Regions from separate parts of the Mus musculus genome. Here region 1 is linked to region 2. Evidence: chromatin contacts called from public Hi-C data. All regions are on one chromosome and are shown on one strand. Each heading gives the region's core, a stretch centred on a gene start, on an enhancer-like site or on the middle of the called end of the contact. The rest is flanking DNA. Distances are from core to core; before and after follow the strand shown. Region 1 overlaps Gm38623 (a long non-coding RNA gene). Region 2 holds the start of Ubp1 (upstream binding protein 1).

Region 1 (2,756 bases), core at 163-2,662, 200 kb before region 2:
GGAACATTTTAAAAAGAAATAAGATGCTTCCATGCCCCTCTGTGTTAGCTACTTCCCCATTGTTCTGAGCAAAACACCCAACAAGGAACCCTATGGGAGGAAGGGTTTATTTTGGCTTTAAGAAGATTAAGAAAGGCCAGACAGTGGTGGCACATGTCTTTAATCCCAGCACTATGGAGGCAGAGGTAGGTGGATTTCTGAGTTCGAGGACAGCCTGGTCTACAGAGTGAGTTCCAGGACAGCCAGGACTATACAGAGAAACCCTGTCTCAAACTGCCCCCCACCCCCCGCAAAAAAAAAAAAAGAGTAAGAAAGAATACCAAAGAAAAGAATAAAATATAGATAATATCAATGGTACAATGGACTCTTTGTTGTTGTTTAGCTGTAACCCCTGCACAAGCTAGGTACACTCTTGCCCCCCCCCCCTTTTCTTCACTCAACCCCACCCACACAGAGAAAAAACTGTGCTAACACGTCATCACCCATTGGCTCTGAGTTTCCATGACCAGTCCAAGTGTGCCTGGCCAAAGACTCAGTTTTTGACCATATATGGGCATAATCCCAGCTCCTAGCAGACACGTCATCATTCCTCACCTAAGCAGCTATAAAAAGGCCGTGCTTAGCCTGGGTACATGGCTTCACTGTCCTCCCCCTGTGAGACTGGGAACCCACCTGAGAGCTGCCTCCCAATAAACCTGCCTTTATCCTCTCAAATTTGGCTTCAATTGGCTTATTGTGTCCTTGGATAAAACCTACTAGTTGTCTGTTTTTGTTTGTTTGTTTGTTTGTTTTTCAAGACAGGGTTTCTCTGTGTGGCCCAGGTTGGCCTTGAACTCACAGAGATCCTCCTGCCTCTACCTCCTGAAGCATGTGCCAACTGCCTCCAGGATCTCATATAACCCAGGTTAGCTTTGAACTCCCCATGCAGTCCATATAACCCAGGCTAGCTTTGAACTCCCCATGCAGTCAGAGATAAGGTTGAACCCCTGACGCTCAAGCCTCCACCTCCAAAACACTAGAAGTGATGGTTAGAATTACTATATCAACTTGTCAGGATCTAGAATCACCTGGGAGATGGGCCTTTAAGTATGCCTGTATAGAATAATCCTTAAATTTTTAAAGATTGTGTCTGGATGGCTCAGGAGTTAAGAGTATTGATTGCTTTTCCAGAGGACCAGGCTGGATTTAGCACCCAGCACTCACTGGATGTGGTTCCTGGGAATGTAATGCCTTCTTCTGGCCTCCGTGGGTACTGGACAGACATGTGATACACGTATGTACCATGTAGACATACATCTTTCTTTAAAAGAGAGGAAAAAAGAACCCTATCCATCGTGCCGTGGAAGGCATGACAGCAAAAATAGGTGGCCTACAAGTCCAGAAGCAGAACAGGAAGTGGGCCAAGCTCCCGAGCCTCGAGGCCTACCCCTACAGACCCACTTCCTCTGTGTAGGGCCAGCCTCCTAACAACATTCTAGACCAGCCCCATCGATTAAAGACTCTATTTAAACACGTAAGTGAGGAGTAGGGAGGGAGGTTCTGGGGGAGGCATTCCGTGATCAAGTTAATATGCACTTGGGGAGACTCTATCTCCCCTGAACGTGCATTACCCAGGCAGCACAGGGGATTGGCTTGGGTGAGTCCTTGCGCAACCCACATGGCCAAGGAGGCTGATGGTGGGCTAAGAGCAAGTCCACCTTGTTCCCGGCATGAGGCCACGCCTGGAAACTCTGAGAAGCAGCTGGGCACTTGTGAGCACTGGCAGGTTACATACGCCACGCCTTACAGCTCCGATTGAGATAATGAAAATGGAATTTCATTTTATTCCTAGGTTTGGTGAAGCTCAGAAGTACGGGTTGTCGCTGCCTTTCCCAAAGTCTTAGGATATACCTGCTTTTTCGGACTGGGTGTCCAGACCGCTTTGGGTGAGAGGCCAGTTCTACAAATACTAAAAAGAATTTTTTTTTTTCAAATTTTGTTCATTACTTTTTCATTGTCTGAGAGGTTTTACTATTTTAAAATTATTCCTCAGGGCTGAAGAGATGGCTCAGCGTTTGAGAGCACTGACTGCTCTTCCAAAGGACCTAGATTCAATTCCCAGCAACCACATGGCCACTCACAATTGTAACTTCTGTTCCAGCGGATCCAACCCCTCACACATGCAGGCAAAACACCAATGTACATAAAATAAAAATTAAGAAATTATTTAAAAATATTATTCCTCATCATAACCCACACATTTAATTTTCCCCAATATTTTCTTTTCATTAGACTTGAGAGACAGCTAATATTCATTTTTATTTTAACCGCATTTTAAAAGGTGTCATTTGATCATTATGATTACATTAGTCAAGCATTATATTGGTTGCAAGTAGGGATAAAAGCTCAAATATGTCTGGGGGTATATAGTCCAATGGTAAAGTACATACCTAGGGCCATGGGGATGGCTCAGTGGGTAAAGGAGCTTGCTGCCAAAACTGACAACCTGAGTTCAAAACCTATAACCCTAAAACCTCCATCATGGAAAGGGAGAACCAATTTTCAATGTCTCAATGATGTCCTTTGGCCTTCACACAGACAATATGGCAAACAAGTGTCCCCCAACATTATATATATATATATATATATATATATATATATATATATATATATATATATATGTGTGTGTGTGTGTGTGTGTGTGTGTGTGTGTGTGTGTGTATGTATGTATATGTGTGTGTGTATATGTGTGTGTGTGTATGTGTGTGTGTGTGTAT
Region 2 (2,700 bases), core at 199-2,698:
CAAAGAGCACACCCCATCACCCTGGCCCTGACCTTAGATGTTGGCAAATGTTAGCTTTCAGAGGCTGTGCTTCTACATATGTGTGAGTACTCTAGTGCATAAACTGATTAAAGAGACAAATGATAGCACAATTACACTTGTCCCAAGAATCAGAGAATTACTCCCCCTTCCCCCGTTATTTCCAACAGTTAATAATAAACCTGTCAAATGAACGTTGCTGGACCCACATCCGAATCCTTTGGAAACAATATTATGTGAAAAAAGCAATAATCGAGGGCCGGCTTGGAGGGAGCAGTTCTTCTCAAAGCTTGTTAGGGATACCCAGACACAGACTTCCATGAAGCAGTAAAAGGGAGCACTTGGGCATAGATAGGAAGTCTCTATGCTTAGTGTATTCTTTGTCTTTTGCTGCGGGTATCTGTGTGTGTGTGTGTGGTTTTTGTTTGTTTGTTTGTTTGTTTGTTTGTTTTGTCTTCGTGCTACCTGAACCATAACCTCCCGGGTTTGTTTGTTGTCTTTTGTTTTAGAAAAACACTAGTTTTCTTCACGTTAACTCTCACAGCAATTTGCATGGTTTGTGTTAGCGCACATGATTAAGGAATAACGAGGGTGTCACACACTCTTGTGCTATGTGCGTCACCAGATCTTCTGGGCTCTGCAAATTTGCTTTGTTTTGTTTTGAGACAAGCCCTTGTATATAACCTTGATTCAGCCGGAGCTCGCCAAGTAGACCAAGCTGACCTCGAACTCAGACCAGCATGCTTCTGCCTCCGGATTAAAGTTGAGTTGAGAGGGGCGGGGACCTTTTAGGGAGGGCTGACTGGCTTATTCTCCTGCCAATCAAGATCTTCTGCACAACAGACCTAGCTTACATCAGACGAGATGTACCCGCTTTTCTCTGGAGCGGGGGCAAAAGCCGACGAAAGGGTATTTCCCAGAACCGACGGAAGTAGGACCTGGAACCACTTCCTCCAGTGCGGGCCAATGAGCTCTTACTTATGGCAGTCAATTTAGTCCCGGAGGGGAAGAGCGTTTTGATTGGTGGCTCAGCCGGGAACGCAGAGGCTCACGGGAATCCATTCCGGCCGCTTCGCCGTGACTGCCCAGAAGACCTGTCAGTCAGCCGAGCGTAACCGGTCACACCTCTTCCGCCGCCAGGCCGCGACACCGCGGGGGCCGGGCAGCGCCGCTCGGCCCAGGCGCTAGTGCCGCCGCGAGGCGCGGGGCCGCGAGGGGCGGGCCTGGGAGGGGAGCGGCCGCAGGGGCGGGGCCGGAGGAGGAGGCGGAAGCGGCGAGCGAGCCCAAGCCGGAGCCGCATCGAAGCTGCGTCCGGGCCGGCGGAGCGGCGGCGGCGGGGTTGGCCGGGGCGAAGGGGCGCTGGAGCCTGGGCGGGCGGGCAGAGGGCTGGGGGGGGGGGGGCGCGGCCCGGGAGCGGGTGACGGGCGTGCCGGGGGGATGCGCGCTGGGGCTGTGGGGCGGGGCGGGCGGCGGCCGCGGGAGCGGCGCCGGGGGCGGGCGGCGGCATGAGGCGCGGGGCCGGCGGCCGCGGGAGGGCGGCGCGGCTCGCGGCCCGGTCGCTCCCGCCGCAGCTGCTGGCCCGCACGCTGTGCCCTGACAGCTGGGCCTCGGCCGCTCTCGTCTCAGCCGCGTCCCGCGCCGCCGCAGGTGACCACTCGCCGCGCCGCCGGAGGCTTCACCCGCGTCCTCCCTCAGGACGCGCCCGCGGAGCTCGGGCGCCTTCGCCCCGGACCCGGAGGCCGCGCTGCGCGGGGCGGCGGCGAGGCCGGAAGATGGCCTGGGTGCTCAGTATGGACGAGGTGATCGAGTCCGGGCTGGTGCACGACTTCGACTCCAGCCTGTCCGGCATCGGGCAGGAGCTGGGCGCCGGCGCCTACAGCATGAGGTAAGGGGCGCGCGGCTGCCTCCGCCGGGCGGGGCCTGGGCCGCGGGGTCGGGGTCCTGCCGCGTGGCGCCGTGGCCTGGGAGGCCGACGGGGGCGGCTAGCGGCGGAGGACCCCGTCGCTTCTGCCTGGGGAAGCCGCGCTAGCCGTTGAGATTGGGTCAGAGGGGCAGGGACTTTCTTTCCAAGTGATTTACGAGTCCTTTTAGCTGGAGTAGGCTGTACAAAAGGCACTGTTTCTAATGGGAAAACTGTAGCTTTTCCTACGGTGCCTGGTAGCGTGGCCTGCGACTTTCAGCCGCTTGACATTCTGATAGTAAGTTATATTGTGAGTGAAAGTAGCCCTGAGGGTTGGCGAGCGCAGTGACTTGCTTGTATAGTCTCCTGATTGAGAGTGAAGTTGGGCCCTTGCTAGGTTTCTTCATTCTCAAAGTGACTCCCCTCAGGCTGTTTCCTTTTGCAGAGGGCTTTAAGATTGTGCCACACACAATAGTTTAGTCACTGCTGTCTGCACCAGCAGCTGTTCCTTTTTGTGTAATTGGGAGAGGCGGAAACAGATAGGAGCCAAGTGTGTCTGCCCCTTACTTATCCCGAAAGAGTTGAAGAGTTCTTGGTGGCTCGGCAGCCCTTTGTTTCGATGTTGGAATATGGCTTGTGTAGGGTATGGTTTACCCAAGGAGGTAAAAAACGGAGTGGTTTTTGAAACGTGTGAATTAAGTGTAGTACTTAGTTTTCAGCAGTATGGTTGGTTGTGTAAAGTGTGCGATGTGGGCTCCCTGGGGCTCTCCTACCTTTCCTGC

The links. Hi-C and Micro-C count contacts between places; a contact is called where the count stands out from the background.
Region 1: a Hi-C map of bone marrow-derived macrophages shows a contact between it and region 2, with 24 read pairs. The contact joins the enhancer-like site here to the promoter of Ubp1 in region 2. A contact is called at or near these places in 7 of 39 promoter capture datasets (the 3T3-L1 cell line, embryonic stem cells, liver and 2 more), 1 of 15 datasets of contacts at CTCF or cohesin (the NIH/3T3 cell line), 7 of 484 Hi-C or Micro-C datasets (LSK cells, bone marrow-derived macrophages, centroblasts and 4 more), 15 of 115 datasets of contacts at active chromatin or transcription factors (T-cell acute lymphoblastic leukemia, bone marrow-derived macrophages, embryonic basal ganglia and 10 more) and 3 of 9 other capture datasets (adipose tissue, liver and pancreatic islet).

Annotation. Positions count from the first base shown.
Region 1 is chr9:113,725,784-113,728,539 of GRCm38.p6, forward strand. All of the region lies in intron 2 of Gm38623 (a long non-coding RNA gene), which reads left to right. Among named protein-coding and RNA genes, the nearest start is that of Gm38623, 7.9 kb to the left of the region's middle. Within about 2 kb of position 1,413, at least 30 of the 459 cell types and tissues checked have an H3K27ac peak or open chromatin away from gene starts, as enhancers often do. A contact at or near this core is called in bone marrow-derived macrophages and neural progenitor cells, where this site is marked.
Region 2 is chr9:113,929,864-113,932,563 of GRCm38.p6, forward strand. Ubp1 (upstream binding protein 1) reads left to right here and starts at 1,449. Exons shown (of 16, transcript NM_001372510.1): 1 at 1,449-1,903. The coding sequence starts at 1,791. It overlaps Gm39439 (a long non-coding RNA gene), which reads right to left and starts at 1,063. Exons shown (of 4, transcript XR_003948257.1): 1 at 864-1,063.